3 separate regions of the Sus scrofa genome follow, and regions 2 and 3 are each linked to region 1. The links are chromatin contacts, called in public HiChIP or PLAC-seq maps. All regions are on one chromosome and are shown on one strand. The core of a region is the stretch at or near the end of the contact, and the rest is flanking DNA. Distances in the headings are between cores, read along the strand shown.

Region 1 (4,162 bases), core at 403-2,902:
GCAGCTGCTGGCCTATACCACCGCCACAGCAAAGCTGGACTCAAGTTTCAACTGTGACCTAAGCTGCAGCTTGTGGCAACACTGGATCCTTAACCCACTGAGCGAAGTCAGGGGTGGAACCCATATCCTCATGGACAATATGTCAGGTTCTTAACCCACTGAACCACAATGCAAACTTCATGTTAAATATATTTTAAAATCTTAGGGGAGTTCCCTTCATGGCACAGTGGAAACAAATCTGACTAGAATCCATGAGAATGCAGGTTCATTCCCTGGCTTTGCTCAGTGGGTTAAGCATCTGGCATTGCTGTGAGCTATGGTGTAAGTTGCAGATGTGGCTCGGATCCCACATTGCTGTAGCTGTGGTGTAGGCCAGCTGCTACAGCTCCAATTTGACCCCTAGCTTGGGACTTTCCATATATGCCACAGGTGAGGCCCTAAAAGGTAAAAAAAAAAAGAATCTTAGGCATTTAAAAACAATGCTACTCTGAAATCCAAGCCAAGAGCTTCGGGGGACACCTGGGCCTTTCCTGGGCAGTGTGGCCGCCTGTGAAGAGAATGGAGCCAGCCCAGCTGGTACTAAGATCATAAAGGGATCTCCTTACCAAGAGCACGTGCTAACAAGACTCACAGGGGTGAGGGCCCCAGCTCTGAATCTAGAAAGACTTTTTTTAGGGTCTCACCCATGGCACATGGAAGTTCCCAGGCTAGGGGTTGAATTGGAACTGCAGCTGCTGGCCTATACCACAGCTACAACAACGCGGGATCTGAGCCACATCTGCGACCTACACCACAGCTGGTGGCAGCACTGGATCCTTAAACCACCAAGGCCAGGGAACCTGCATCCTCATGGATACTAGTCAGATTCATTTTCGCTGAGTCATGATGGGAACTCCAAGAGACTGGTGTTAAACTCCAACTTTGCCAGTTACTAATGGTTAGTACTTTACTTCTCTGAGTCTGTTTTTCATCATCTGTAAACCAGGAATGATTCTTTGTTTTTGTTTTTTAGGGCCACACCTGCAGCATATGAAAGTTCCCAGGCTAGGGGTTGAATCAGAGTTGTAGCTACTGGTCTAGGTCACAGCCACAGCAACATGGGATCCAAGCCATGTCTTTGACCTACACCACAGCTCACGCCAATGCCGGATCCTTAACCCACTGAGTGAGGCCAGGGATCAAACCCACATCCTCATGGATACTAGTCAGGTTCGTTGCCACTGAGCCATGAAGGGAACACCCGGGATGATTCTTCTTACAGCACTTTACTGTCATAAGAATTAAATAACGATAATGAATGTAAAGACATTGACCTATTATAGGTGCTCTACTGGGGAAGGGACTAGGTGTTACTGCGTATGGAATCCCTGGAACAGCACCTAGCACATAAGAGGTTCTTGGTAACTCTTTCCTGAACTGAGCTGATGTGGAGGCCCTTTGAGGATTTGGGACTGGTGGTAATAGTGGGTTCTAAGGTACTAAGGCTCCCTCTCATCCATCTTTGCCCCTCTGCCTACCAATGAAGGATTTCAAAACGGCGGTGCATCTGTAGTCCACTCAATGCCCATAGCCCCAGCGCCCTCTTTGTATGAGGCCCTTAGACGTCTCAGCCTGAAGGCAGCAGTAATCGCCCGCCACATTTTGTTTCCCATGTCTTGGTTTATACTGCCCTCTGGTGCGCATTTATGGGTTAGGCATGTCAGGTGCAGGTTCCTGGTGACTTTCTTGACATTGAAAAAGAGAGGCTCCCACCTGTGCGCAGTTTGCGTGGAACTGGGCGGCGGCTGGGGGGGGGTAATGTTTAAGACCCCTCCCCCAGGAAGTTCCCACTGTGGCTCCGAGGTAATTAGCACGATTAGTATCTATGAGGATGTGGGTTCCATCCCTGGCCTTGCTCAGTGGGTTAGGAAGCCCGGGTTGCGGTGAGCTATGGTGCAGGCTGGCAGCTGTACCTTCAATTAGACCCCTAGCCAAGGAACTTCCATGTGCTGCAGATGCGGCCCTAAAAAAAAAAAAAAAGAAAAAGAAAAAGAAAAAGAAAAGGCCCCCACACCCCAATTTAGCTTGAAATTCTCAAGGTTTACCCGACACAAGGGCTTTTTACCCACATCCTTGATTGCTCAGCTATCAAACAATGCCATCCTTCTAGGCTCAAACTTCTCGCCTATGTTCCACCAAGACCCAAAAGGAACAGGGTAGAGTTTATTTGATATCACTCCTCGTCTGGTGTCTGGTTTCCTCCAACCCCTGGGCAGTTCTTATCGCTGCCTCACCCTTTGCTCTAAAGGGCCTGCGGTGGCAGCAAGCCAACCAAGAACCAGAACAGACCCTCTCGATCCAATGCCTGCCACATGTGCCAGGTCCACCTGCTCCCACCACTCTGTGAGCGGAGTCCCTTCCCAAAGCTGAGCCCCCAGTCAGTGAACTCAGAGTAGGATTCCACAGGGCTGAGAGCAACGGTGGGGCTAAGATCCAGCTCCCCTCCCCCTCTGACCTCACCATGGAACCTGCTAGGAGTGTTTGCCTTTTATGATTAGGCTGAATCACAGGCAGCCCCTTGTGACTCACAAAAACAGTGATTAAAAAAAAAAAAAAAAAAGCAATAGAAGTTCCTGTTGTGGCTCAGCAGGTTAAGGATCCAGTATTGCTAAGAGCTGTGGTGTAGGTCACAGATGCAGCTTGGATCTGGTGTTGCTGTGGCTGTGGCATAGGCTGGCAGTTGTAGCTCTGATTCAACCCCTAGCCTGGGAACTTCCAATATGCCGAGGGTTGGGCCCTAAAAAGACAAAAACAAACAAATAAAAAACCCACCACCACCAACAAACCAGACCTAGACTTAGGCACATAAACCCTATGTGGGCCAGCGATGGCACCAGAGTTCACCCCGCTCACTGAGACCCAGGCTCATGGCCCAGCAGGATCCCAGATCCCCGTAGAATGGCAGGGAGGGCCTTATAGCTGAGAGAAGGTCAAGCTGATTTAAGGGGCCCAGGAGGGGCCCCACTCCCTGTGTCAACCCTCTGCTCCCAGGCAGGTCCGTGGTGATCTCCAGGCCAGGCTTGATCTGGGGAGAGCCATCACGGGAGGAGTGGCCAGTGAGAGAACACTTGGGAAGCCTTTCTTGCAAGATGGTGGTGGCTTTGCATGCAGTGGTGCTCTTTATCATTATTGTTATTAATATCAATATCACACCTGCAGCATGTGGAAGTTCCCAGGCCAGGGGTCGAATCAGAGTTGTAGCTGCTGGCCTACCCAACAGCCACAGCAACACCAGATCCCTGACCCACTTAGCACTGAGGCCAGGGATTGAACCCACATCCTCATGGATACTAGTTGGGTTTGTTATCATGGAGCCACAATGGGAACTCTATAATGCGAACTCCTAAAAAATTATATATGTAGTTCCACTTATGTTAACATATATGTGCATAGAAAGAGAACAGATAGGAAACAGCACCTAAATATTAGTAGTGGTGTGGCAGGTTGTATTTTTTAGTTTTTAAATTAAATTTAAATTTATTTATTTTTTATTTTTTGTTTTTTTAGGGCCGCACCTGCAGCATATGGAGGTTCCTAAGCTAGGTGTAGAATTGGACCTGTAGTCCCCAGCCTACACCACAGCCACAGCAGTGCCAATCCGAGCCGCATCTGTGACGTAACACCACAGCTCATGGCAACGCTGGATCCTTAACCCACTGAGGGAGGCCAGGGATCGAACCTGCATCCTCATGGATTCTGGTCGGATTCATTTCCACTGAGCCACAACAGGACCTCTGAGGCTATATATTCTAAATGGTTAAAACAAGACCCCCCCCCCATGCCCTGGGCTCTTCATACAATGTGACCTTGATTCTCCCATTGAGAGTTGTGGTCAAAGTTCCCTTTCTCTACATCCATGACTATGGAGGCAGTACAGCTTTCGCCTGATTCTCCCGGAATGTTCCTATTTGGAACCCAGACACCATGCTGTGGAGGGGTGCATGGAAAAGCCATGTGTAGGTGATTCGGCCAAAGCCCCAGCTGAGGTCCCAGCTTATTGTCAACACCAGTCACCAGGCATCTGAGTGAGAAAGCTCTAGCCACCTTCTGACTGCAACTCCATGACCTGAATAGCCTAACTTAGCCTAGTCCCCCCCTAGAGTCAGAAGATAATAGTGATTAT
Region 2 (4,298 bases), core at 1,577-4,076, 190 kb before region 1:
TCAGATTTTATGGGAAGGCACTTGGAAAATCACTGAGTGATAATAGCAGAATAGATAAGGCCCAGACTGCCTTCAGATCCTACCCCACTGCTTACTAGCTGGATAATTCACTGACTCTCATTTTGCCTCAGTTTACTCATCTGTAAAACGGGGTGATATCACTATTGTAGGAATTACTGCAGGAAAAGTACATGATCAGGAGTTCTCCTGTGGCACAGTCGGTTAAGGATCTGGCATTGTCACTGCTGCAGTTTGTCACTGCTGTGGTGCGAGTTCAGTCCCTGGCCTGGGAATGTCCACATGCCATAGGCTCAGCCAAAAAAAAAAAAAAACGTACATGCTGAGTGCTTGGCACATAGTAGGTATTCAGAAATGCTAACAAGCGTAGTTCCTATTGTGACTCAGTGGTAAACAAACCTGACTAGTATCCATGATAATTCAGGTTCGATCCCTGGCCTCACTCAGTGGGTTAAGGATCTGGCATCGCCATGAGCTGTGGTGTAGGTCACAGATGCGGCTCGGATCCCGTGTTGCTGTGGCTCTGGCGTAGGTCGGCAGCTGCAGCTCCGATTCGACCCCTAGCCTGGGAACGTCCATACACTGCGGGTGTGGCCCTAAAAAGACAAAAAAAGAAAGAAATGCTAACTGCTACTCTTATTCACCATGGGATCATACGTATGGCCCTGGCCCTCCAGATGTCCCGGACTTCTGACCTGTGGCCTTGGGACCTGGGACACAGGCTCAGGGGTCGGGGGGGCAGTAAGCAATGCAAGCTGAGCCTGCCAGACTGCCACTGCCTGACGCAGCCCCGGTGCCCTCTGCAGAACCCCATCATCACCCAGTTCTTCCCCACTCTGCTGCTGTGGTGCTTCTCGGCCCTGCTCCCCACCATCGTCTACTACTCTGCCTTCTTTGAAGCCCACTGGACACGGTGAGACACCCCCCACCCCCACCCCACACACGGCCCTTCATGGTAGCACCCCAGGGTGTGCACCCTCTGCCCCTCAGGCTCCCTGTCCTGGGCAGTCCCAGAGCTGGCAGAGGAACCCCACCCCCAGACCCCATACAGGCTGGGGGAGCAGGCGTGGGCGGCCAGCTCACCCGACCTCTGGCTGTGTGTCCCCTGCCCCAGCTCCGGCGAGAACAGGACCACGATGCACAAGTGCTACACCTTCCTCATCTTCATGGTACTGCTCCTGCCCTCGCTGGGACTGAGCAGGTGGGTTTCCGAGGGAGGGATGGGAGCTGGGGGGTGGGGTGGGAGGGAGATGGGAAGCAATTCGGGCTCCCTCCTTCCCTGCAGAGGCAGGGGTCCCATGCCTGGGGGGCACATCCCCAGAGCTCGTGAATGGAGCTCCCCCTCTCCTGGTATTCTGGGCCATTCCAGCCCCCCACACCTCCCGTCTCCTCTCCTCTCCAGCCTGGACCTCTTCTTCCGCTGGCTTTTTGACAAGAAATTCTTGGCCGAGGCAGCTATTCGGTTTGAGTGAGTGACCAGGGTCCCCAGGGAAGGAGACCAGATGGCGAGCATGGGGTACCCTCCATGGGGGGTGCAGCAGAGCTCCCACCCCTGTAGTGGGGGGGGCCTTACATCCAGGTTGGGTGGGGCCATCCCTAAGGCCGCCCCTGTGGGCTGTGTCTGGTGTATACATGGGATGTTCCGGGGTCTGTGTTGGGAACCTCTCCAGGTTCTGAGGTCACCCTCCAGGTGTATTGAGGGCTTTGGGGCACTTGGGGGCTTGTATCCCAGTGCTAACCGTGGGAGCCCCGAACTTCACTGGGGGAGAGGTCTGCTGTGGGATCTTGGTCACGCTGCAGGGTGACGTGGGCAGTCCTGGAGGCATCCCTGAAGGTCTCTGGAGTCCACACCCCTGAGCTTCGACAGAAGGCTCTTGGGCTCACAGCTGAGTGCCTGTAGGGGACTCTGGGCTCACACTCTGGGGTGTTCCTGGGCACAGGTTCTGGGAACACCTCTGAGGTCTTGGACTATTACCCAGAGGTGTGACTGTGCGGTTTTGCATGGGACACCTTCCCTGGGAAGCCCTGTGGGGGGTTTGGGTGGGCACATACGGTGGCTGTGGGCACAGGCTCCAGGGGGTCTTGCTCTATCTGTAGTAATCTTGGGCTAACTCGTGGGGTGTCATAAGTAGTGACAAAGATCCCTGGGCTCCTCCCTCTGAAGATCTCTGGAGGAGGGTCTCTGGAGCTTGAATTGGGGGTGTCTGAGGCTCATACTCTGGGTTAAGTTAAGGTCTAAGGCAGGGTGCCTTCTGGGTATTCCTGGGGCTCATACTCTTGGGTCTCGGTGAGGGGCGCTGGCTGGCTATGGAGATCCCTGGCAGTCATGCCCGGAATGCTCGTACCCTTAGGGGTCTCCAGCACTCTCTCCAGGGTCCTTAGGGGCACAGGTTCTAGGGGTGCCCCTGGGTGCACTCACACTGAGGGGGGGTGTCAGGGATTAACTTTGGAGCCATCTGTAGAACTCCAGTGTGGCCTCTGGGGTTCACACTCAAGGGGCACTAGGATGCAGGAGCTTTGAGAGCTGAGCTGGAGGGTCCATGTGGAAGAAGGCATCGTTGGGGGCGCTGGCAATGGGCAAGGGGCCACCTGGTCCCCCAAGGGTGCAGAGCTGGAGCACCTGGTGCCCGCAGGTGCGTGTTCCTGCCAGACAACGGCGCCTTCTTCGTCAACTACGTCATTGCCTCCGCTTTTATCGGCAACGCCATGGACCTGCTGCGCATCCCGGGCCTGCTCATGTACATGATCCGGCTCTGCCTGGCGCGCTCGGCCGCAGAGAGGCGCAACGTGAAGCGGGTACGGCCGCCCGGGGGCAGCCGCGGCCCGCACAGCGCTCCCTGGTGGGATCAACGAGAAACAGCGGCAGCCGTGCTAGAGTGGGGAGGGGCGGGGCACAGAGGTGCTGGGTCTTGGGAAGTTGAGGTCCGTGGCCCTGGGTTGTCTCCTTCCCATCTGGGGCCTCAGGTTTCCCATGTGTACAGCAGTGGGTCAACATAGCTAATCCTGAAGGCCCCTGCCAGTTCAGAGTCTGTGATGGGGTTGGGGGAGGTCTGGGTCTAGACTTAGGGCTCCTCTGCCCTAACCCCACAGGAGGGCTCTGGACATTCCCTTCCTGGGCCCACCCACCTGCCAGGCCTTGACCTCTCCAAGGCCCCTCCCTAGGCCCTGCCATTGTACCCACCCTGACCTCTGTCTCAGCACAGCCCCTCTCTCCATCGGCTTTGCCCTGTGCTCCCCTACCCTGGACAGTGGGTTCCTCCTCCCCGTGGCTTCTTTCCTGGCCCCTTCCCTGCCCTACCCTGAACAGTGGGTTCTTTTTCCCATGGCTTCTTTCGTGGCCCCAGGGTTCCTGGCCCCCCTTCCTCTTCCCACCTGCCCTGAGCCCCTCCAGCCCGCCCCACCCCACCCCTCCCCTCCCTGAGCCACCCTCGTGCCCATCTCCCCCCCAGCATCAGGCCTACGAGTTCCAGTTTGGCGCAGCCTACGCCTGGATGATGTGCGTCTTCACGGTGGTCATGACCTACAGTATCACCTGCCCCATCATCGTGCCCTTCGGTAGGCACCGCCGCGCCGGGACCTGGGCCCTGCTCGGGGGGACCCAGGACCTCTCCCACTCCACTTTAGCGAGGCAGGCCACTGAGTGGACAGGGCCCCGGCTGGGAGACCGGCCCCTCGGGCCTCCCACCTGGTCCCTGGTTCAGTCTGGGGCCCAGCCTGCGGGGAGGAGGGAAAAAGCCATCCCAGCTCAGGCTGGACTCAGCTGGCGTGCTGGGCTCCGCACGGCCACACTCGCTCACAGCCCGTGCCTTCACTCACGCGCGTGGCCTTGGACACGCATCACAGACCCCCTGAGGTGTCTGCACACACACTCCTACACAGCCCTGCACATTCAGGAAAGAGCTTTGGATGCCAGGGTGGGCTTTCATGGACATATCCCGCGTTAACTGAACTGTGTGACCCGGGCAAGTCCCTCTTCTTTTTGAGGAACGTTAACAGCTTCTCGTCATCATCTCCATTACAACCTCCACCCGCGGTCTCTCCCTTCCCGCCTCCAATATTCCTAACCCTTCACCACCCTCCCTGGTTTTCAGAGGCTCCAAACTCCCAAACCAACTGCCTCATCCCCCTTTGAAATGTCCCATTCCCTTGGCCTCCAGGAAAATAGAACTTACCACCTAATATATACTCATCTGTTTCGGGGCAGGGAGAGGAAAAATGATACAGGTTTTAAGAGGATGCTTGCTGAGCCAAACAGATGGATCTGGACTAGTAGCATTCCC
Region 3 (4,239 bases), core at 1,656-4,155, 260 kb before region 1:
GGACCCAGCAGTGGAGTGTGTGGGATGAGGTCACCCTGACCAGAGGCCCTGACCAGGGAACCGAGGGGTCAGGCCCTGGGGCAGCTGCCGTCCAGCCCTGGCCCATCCCTCCCTCCCCCGTGCCTGAGCCCTATGCTAAGAGCATGTTACTGGTGCAGGCTGTACCCTGTCCTGGGTGCCTGGCATTTACCAAAAGGGCAGACACAGTGAGAAGGGCCTCACCTGTGCCATCCACTCAGAACAGAGCCGGGCGGCAGGCAGGAGGGAGAGGAGTTAGGTTTCAAAGTGCCCGAAGATGACAGAATGATGGCGGGTACTCGCCACCTCAAGACGGATGAGGGATTAATATCTAGATGAGGTGACACGAGGAAGGCCTGCAGAGCAACAGGAGGATAGCCATCCCACCCCAACACGGGCCAGGACAGGGACAGGCAGGTAAAGGAGACATGGACCCCCAAAGCTCACAGGCATGAGACATGATACTGCCCATCACAGATGTCACCTCTGCTGGACGGGCAAAGTGAGGAAGCCCAGCCTGGACAGCAGGTGGGGACCCAGGACCCCTCTGCTCTGTCCATGGGGCTGGGCCACGCTTAGTCAAATGCAATACAAGCCTGTCCTAGGGTCTAGCAGCTCCTGTCCTGATTACATCCTGGGCATCTCAGCCCCATCCCGACCTGGCAGATAGGAGTCGTCATGGCAACTTGTTCAGGGTCCAGGTGGGCAGAAAGTTGTGGGGCTGCACGTTGTGGGTTACAATGGGGCATCTGGAAACAACGAGGCTAAACTTTTAAAACCGTGCTGAGTGGAGTTCCCATTGTGGCTCAGCAGCTTATGAATCTGACTAGTATCCATGAGGATGTGGGTTCCCTGGCCTCACTTGGTGGGTTAAGGATCCGGCGTTGCTGTGGCTGTGGTGTAGGCTGGCAGCAACTGTTCTGATTAGACCGACCCCTAGCCTGGGAACCTCCATATGCCGCAGGTGTGGCCTAAAAGGACAAATAGACCAAAAAAATAAAAGGCCAGTGAGGCAGAGAGACTGTGTCCCCACACCCTTGCCATGACAGAGTGATACTAACTCTGGACCTGAGGTCCATGAAGGGGACACATAGTTGGGGCCAGGAGCTCAAGGGGGGATGCTCTCCTGCGTCAGTGTCCTACACACCTGGCGTGCTCCCCAGCTCGCCCTACTTTCGTGCCCTGGAAATGGAAGTGGAAGGAACCTCTAACTGCAGCCACGGGGCACATCTGAACTGGACGCGAGGAGGAGAGGAGAAGCAGGCTTTTAAAAATATCTCCATAATTGGAGTTCCTGTCATGGCGCAGTGGAAACAATCCGTCTAGGAACCATGAGATTGCGGGTTCGATCCCTGGCCTCACTCAGTGTGCTAAGGACCTGGCGTTGCCACGAGCTGTGGTGTGGGTCACAGATGCGGCTTGGATGTGGTGTTGCTGTGGCTGTGGCATAGGCCGGCAGCTGTAGGTCTGATTAGACCCCTAGCCTGGGAACCTCCATATGCCGCAGGTGCCGCCTAAAAAAAAAGACCAAAAAAAAAAGGTCTCCATAATTGGAGTTCCCCTCGCAGCTCAGCGGTAACAAACCTGATCAGTGTCCATGAAGATGCAGGTTCGATCCCCGGCATCACTCCGTGGGTTAAGGATCCAGTATTGCCAAGAGTATTTGACCCCTAGCCTGGGAATTTTCATATGCTGCAGGTTCAGCCCTAAAAAGAAAAAAAATCTCCGTAATTAATGAGTTTTCTCTCTTTTCCTTAAGGAGAGTCCTTGTCTTTAGACACATTCAGAAATGTGTGTGAGACTCTGTGATGTTTAAGATGTGCTTCAGAAAATAATCTGAGAGGGAGAGGGGGTGGGAGGTTGGCCACAAGCCTGGGAATGGGTTCATTATGCCTTTTTCTCTATGTATTTGTATATTTGAAAGTAAAAGGAGAAAGTTCCCAGGAAGAAAGTCTCTCACATGAGGAGACTAGCACCTGACCTCAGGGAGCCCCCAGTCTGATGGGGGAGACAACAGCCCTCTGCCCTCTGTGTGCCAAGGCCTCCCTGCATCTCCTTAGCTCCCCCTGGACCCCAGCTGGGGGCCCCATGTGCGACAAACATGGTCCTAGCACCAAGAACTGAGCCCCTGGAACTGGTCCTTGTCGCTGAAGCCCAAGGTCAGACACCAGAAACACATCTAAACAAACCTGGATCTGGATCCAGTTCTACCTGTATGTAGCCCTTAATTTCTCATCTTTTTTTTTTTTTTCCATCTTTTTGCCATTCCTTAGGCCACTCCCGTGGCATACGGAGGTTCCCAGGCTAGGGTTCTCATCGGAGCTGTAGCCACTGGCCTACACCAGAGCCACAGCAACGCGGGATCCAAGCTGCGTCTGCACACAGTAACACCGGATCCTTAACCCACTGAGCAAGGCCAGGGATCAAACCTGCAACCTCATGTTCCTAGTCAGATTCATTAACCACTGAGCCACGATGGGAACTCCTTGATTTCTCATCTTAACAGCACCTGCCTAGAACAGAGACAATACCCAGCAAGTCCAGCTATTTTCAGTGGGGAGAAATCTCCACTGGCCCATCCCTGCCCAAACTGAGTCTCCGTTCCTCTTTTTTTTTTTTTTTTTTTTTTTTTTTTTTGGCTTTTTGTATTTTTAGGGCCACACCCTGCAGCATATGGAGGTTCCCAGGCTAGGGGTTGAATGGGAGCTGTAGCTGCTGGCCTACACCACAGCTCAGAGCAACGCCAGATCCCTAACCCACTGAGCAAAGCCAGGGATCAAACCTGTGTCCTCATGGAGACTAGCCGGGTTCGTTAATCACTGAGCCATGACGGGAACTCCCCGAGTTTCTGTTCTTAGTGTGCTTACTCACCTCTTCCTGCCTCTGCCTCAATATCTGTACAGTGACGACCAGAATCACAGGGTCAGGGGTGGGGCAGAGGATTAAACAAGGCAGTGTTTCATAAATGCTCACTCTGTCACCAGGGCCAGGGGAGAGAGCTGGCCAGGGTCACACACCCAGGTAAGGGCCAAGCTGGTTCATTCGCAGGTGCAGGACACAGAGCCAATTGCCATTCCTTCCCCCACCTCCCCTGCACCTTAAGGCTTTCATACTGTCAGACCCAGTGTCCTCATTCGGAGTCAAGGGTGGTGACCCTGGGACCATCCCCTCCAGCCCCCAGGCCCACTCCTGGAGCCTCTGACTCAGGGGAGCACCAGGAACCCTGCAGGGGCAAGATGCAAGCCAGGGGAGGGAGGGCTGGGGAAAGAGGGAGACAGAAGCCTTTATCCTGCCCCCCAGGAGCACAAAGGGGTCCAGGGACATCTGTCTGGGAGAGTGCGTCCAGACTAAGGCCTCTATCTGAGGCTGCTGGGTGACTCCTAAGCCAAGCGTCTTAGCTGGGTCCAGAGTCTCCCTTCACAGCAGAAATAATAATAGTAACAATAATAGCCAACACCCACATAGTTTCCACTGCATACAAGGCAACGTTCTACTCACCTTGTGTATATTATCCCATATAATTCTTTTTTTTTTTTTTTTTTTTTTTTGCTTTTTAGGGCCTCACCCGTGGCATATAGAGGTTCCCAGGCTAGGGGTCCAATAGGAGCCACAGCTGCTGGCCTACGCCACAGCCACAGCAACTCGGGATCCAAGCTGTCTGCAACCTACACCACAGCTCACAGCAACGCCGGATCCTTAACCCACTGAGCAAGGCCAGGGGTCGAACCCGAAACCTCATGGTTCCTAGTCGGACTCGTTTCCACTGTGCCACGACGGGAACTCCATATCCCATTTAATTCTTACAACAATCCTAAGAGGTCTATATTATTATTGCCCCCACTTTACAGATGAGAAAACTGAGCACTGAGCGGATGAGTAACTTTCCCAAAGCCACTCAGTTTGTAAACAGCAGAGCTAGGATTTGATCCCACACTGTCTGCTTGGAGTCTGAACTCTCAATCACCCCAGCACACACTCAGAGAGCGAAAGCCTGGCTTCTTCTGAGCTGGTGCATCTGAGCTCTCGGGGGTCTGGTGGTTGTTGATACAGAGGAGGAAGGACTCGATCACAAAGGGGCACAGGCCATGTCTCCTTCACCCATGGGAGCCTGGGGCACCTGCCCCCGTCGGCCTCCTGGGAATTCAGATGGTGGGGAGTCCAGGCAAGGCAGAGCTGGCACCCAGTTTGCACCCACGTTCATGGGCGGGGCAGCCAGCACTG

The links. HiChIP or PLAC-seq counts read pairs in DNA pulled down with a chosen protein or histone mark.
Region 2: an H3K27ac HiChIP or PLAC-seq map of alveolar macrophages shows a contact between it and region 1. The contact joins two enhancer-like sites. A contact is called at or near these places in 5 of 47 Hi-C or Micro-C datasets (embryonic fibroblasts, liver, mesenteric adipose tissue and 2 more) and 1 of 2 datasets of contacts at active chromatin or transcription factors (alveolar macrophages).
Region 3: an H3K27ac HiChIP or PLAC-seq map of alveolar macrophages shows a contact between it and region 1. The contact joins two enhancer-like sites. A contact is called at or near these places in 1 of 5 promoter capture datasets (liver), 19 of 47 Hi-C or Micro-C datasets (alveolar macrophages, blood, brain and 11 more) and 2 of 2 datasets of contacts at active chromatin or transcription factors (alveolar macrophages and skeletal muscle).

What each region holds. Positions count from the first base shown.
Region 1 is chr7:39,347,394-39,351,555 of Sscrofa11.1, forward strand. No RefSeq gene overlaps it. Among named protein-coding and RNA genes, the nearest start is that of SPATS1, 3.1 kb to the right of the region's middle. Within about 2 kb of position 1,653, at least 22 of the 83 cell types and tissues checked have an H3K27ac peak or open chromatin away from gene starts, as enhancers often do. A contact at or near this core is called in alveolar macrophages, where this site is marked.
Region 2 is chr7:39,158,690-39,162,987 of Sscrofa11.1, forward strand. TMEM63B (CSC1-like protein 2) reads left to right here. Exons shown (of 24, transcript XM_005666056.3): 16 at 825-931; 17 at 1,133-1,219; 18 at 1,421-1,486; 19 at 2,652-2,814; 20 at 3,468-3,573. Among named protein-coding and RNA genes, the nearest start is that of CAPN11, 8.2 kb to the right of the region's middle. Within about 2 kb of position 2,827, at least 4 of the 83 cell types and tissues checked have an H3K27ac peak or open chromatin away from gene starts, as enhancers often do. A contact at or near this core is called in alveolar macrophages, where this site is marked.
Region 3 is chr7:39,090,171-39,094,409 of Sscrofa11.1, forward strand. No RefSeq gene overlaps it. Among named protein-coding and RNA genes, the nearest start is that of TMEM63B, 45 kb to the right of the region's middle. Within about 2 kb of position 2,906, at least 1 of the 83 cell types and tissues checked has an H3K27ac peak or open chromatin away from gene starts, as enhancers often do. A contact at or near this core is called in alveolar macrophages, where this site is marked.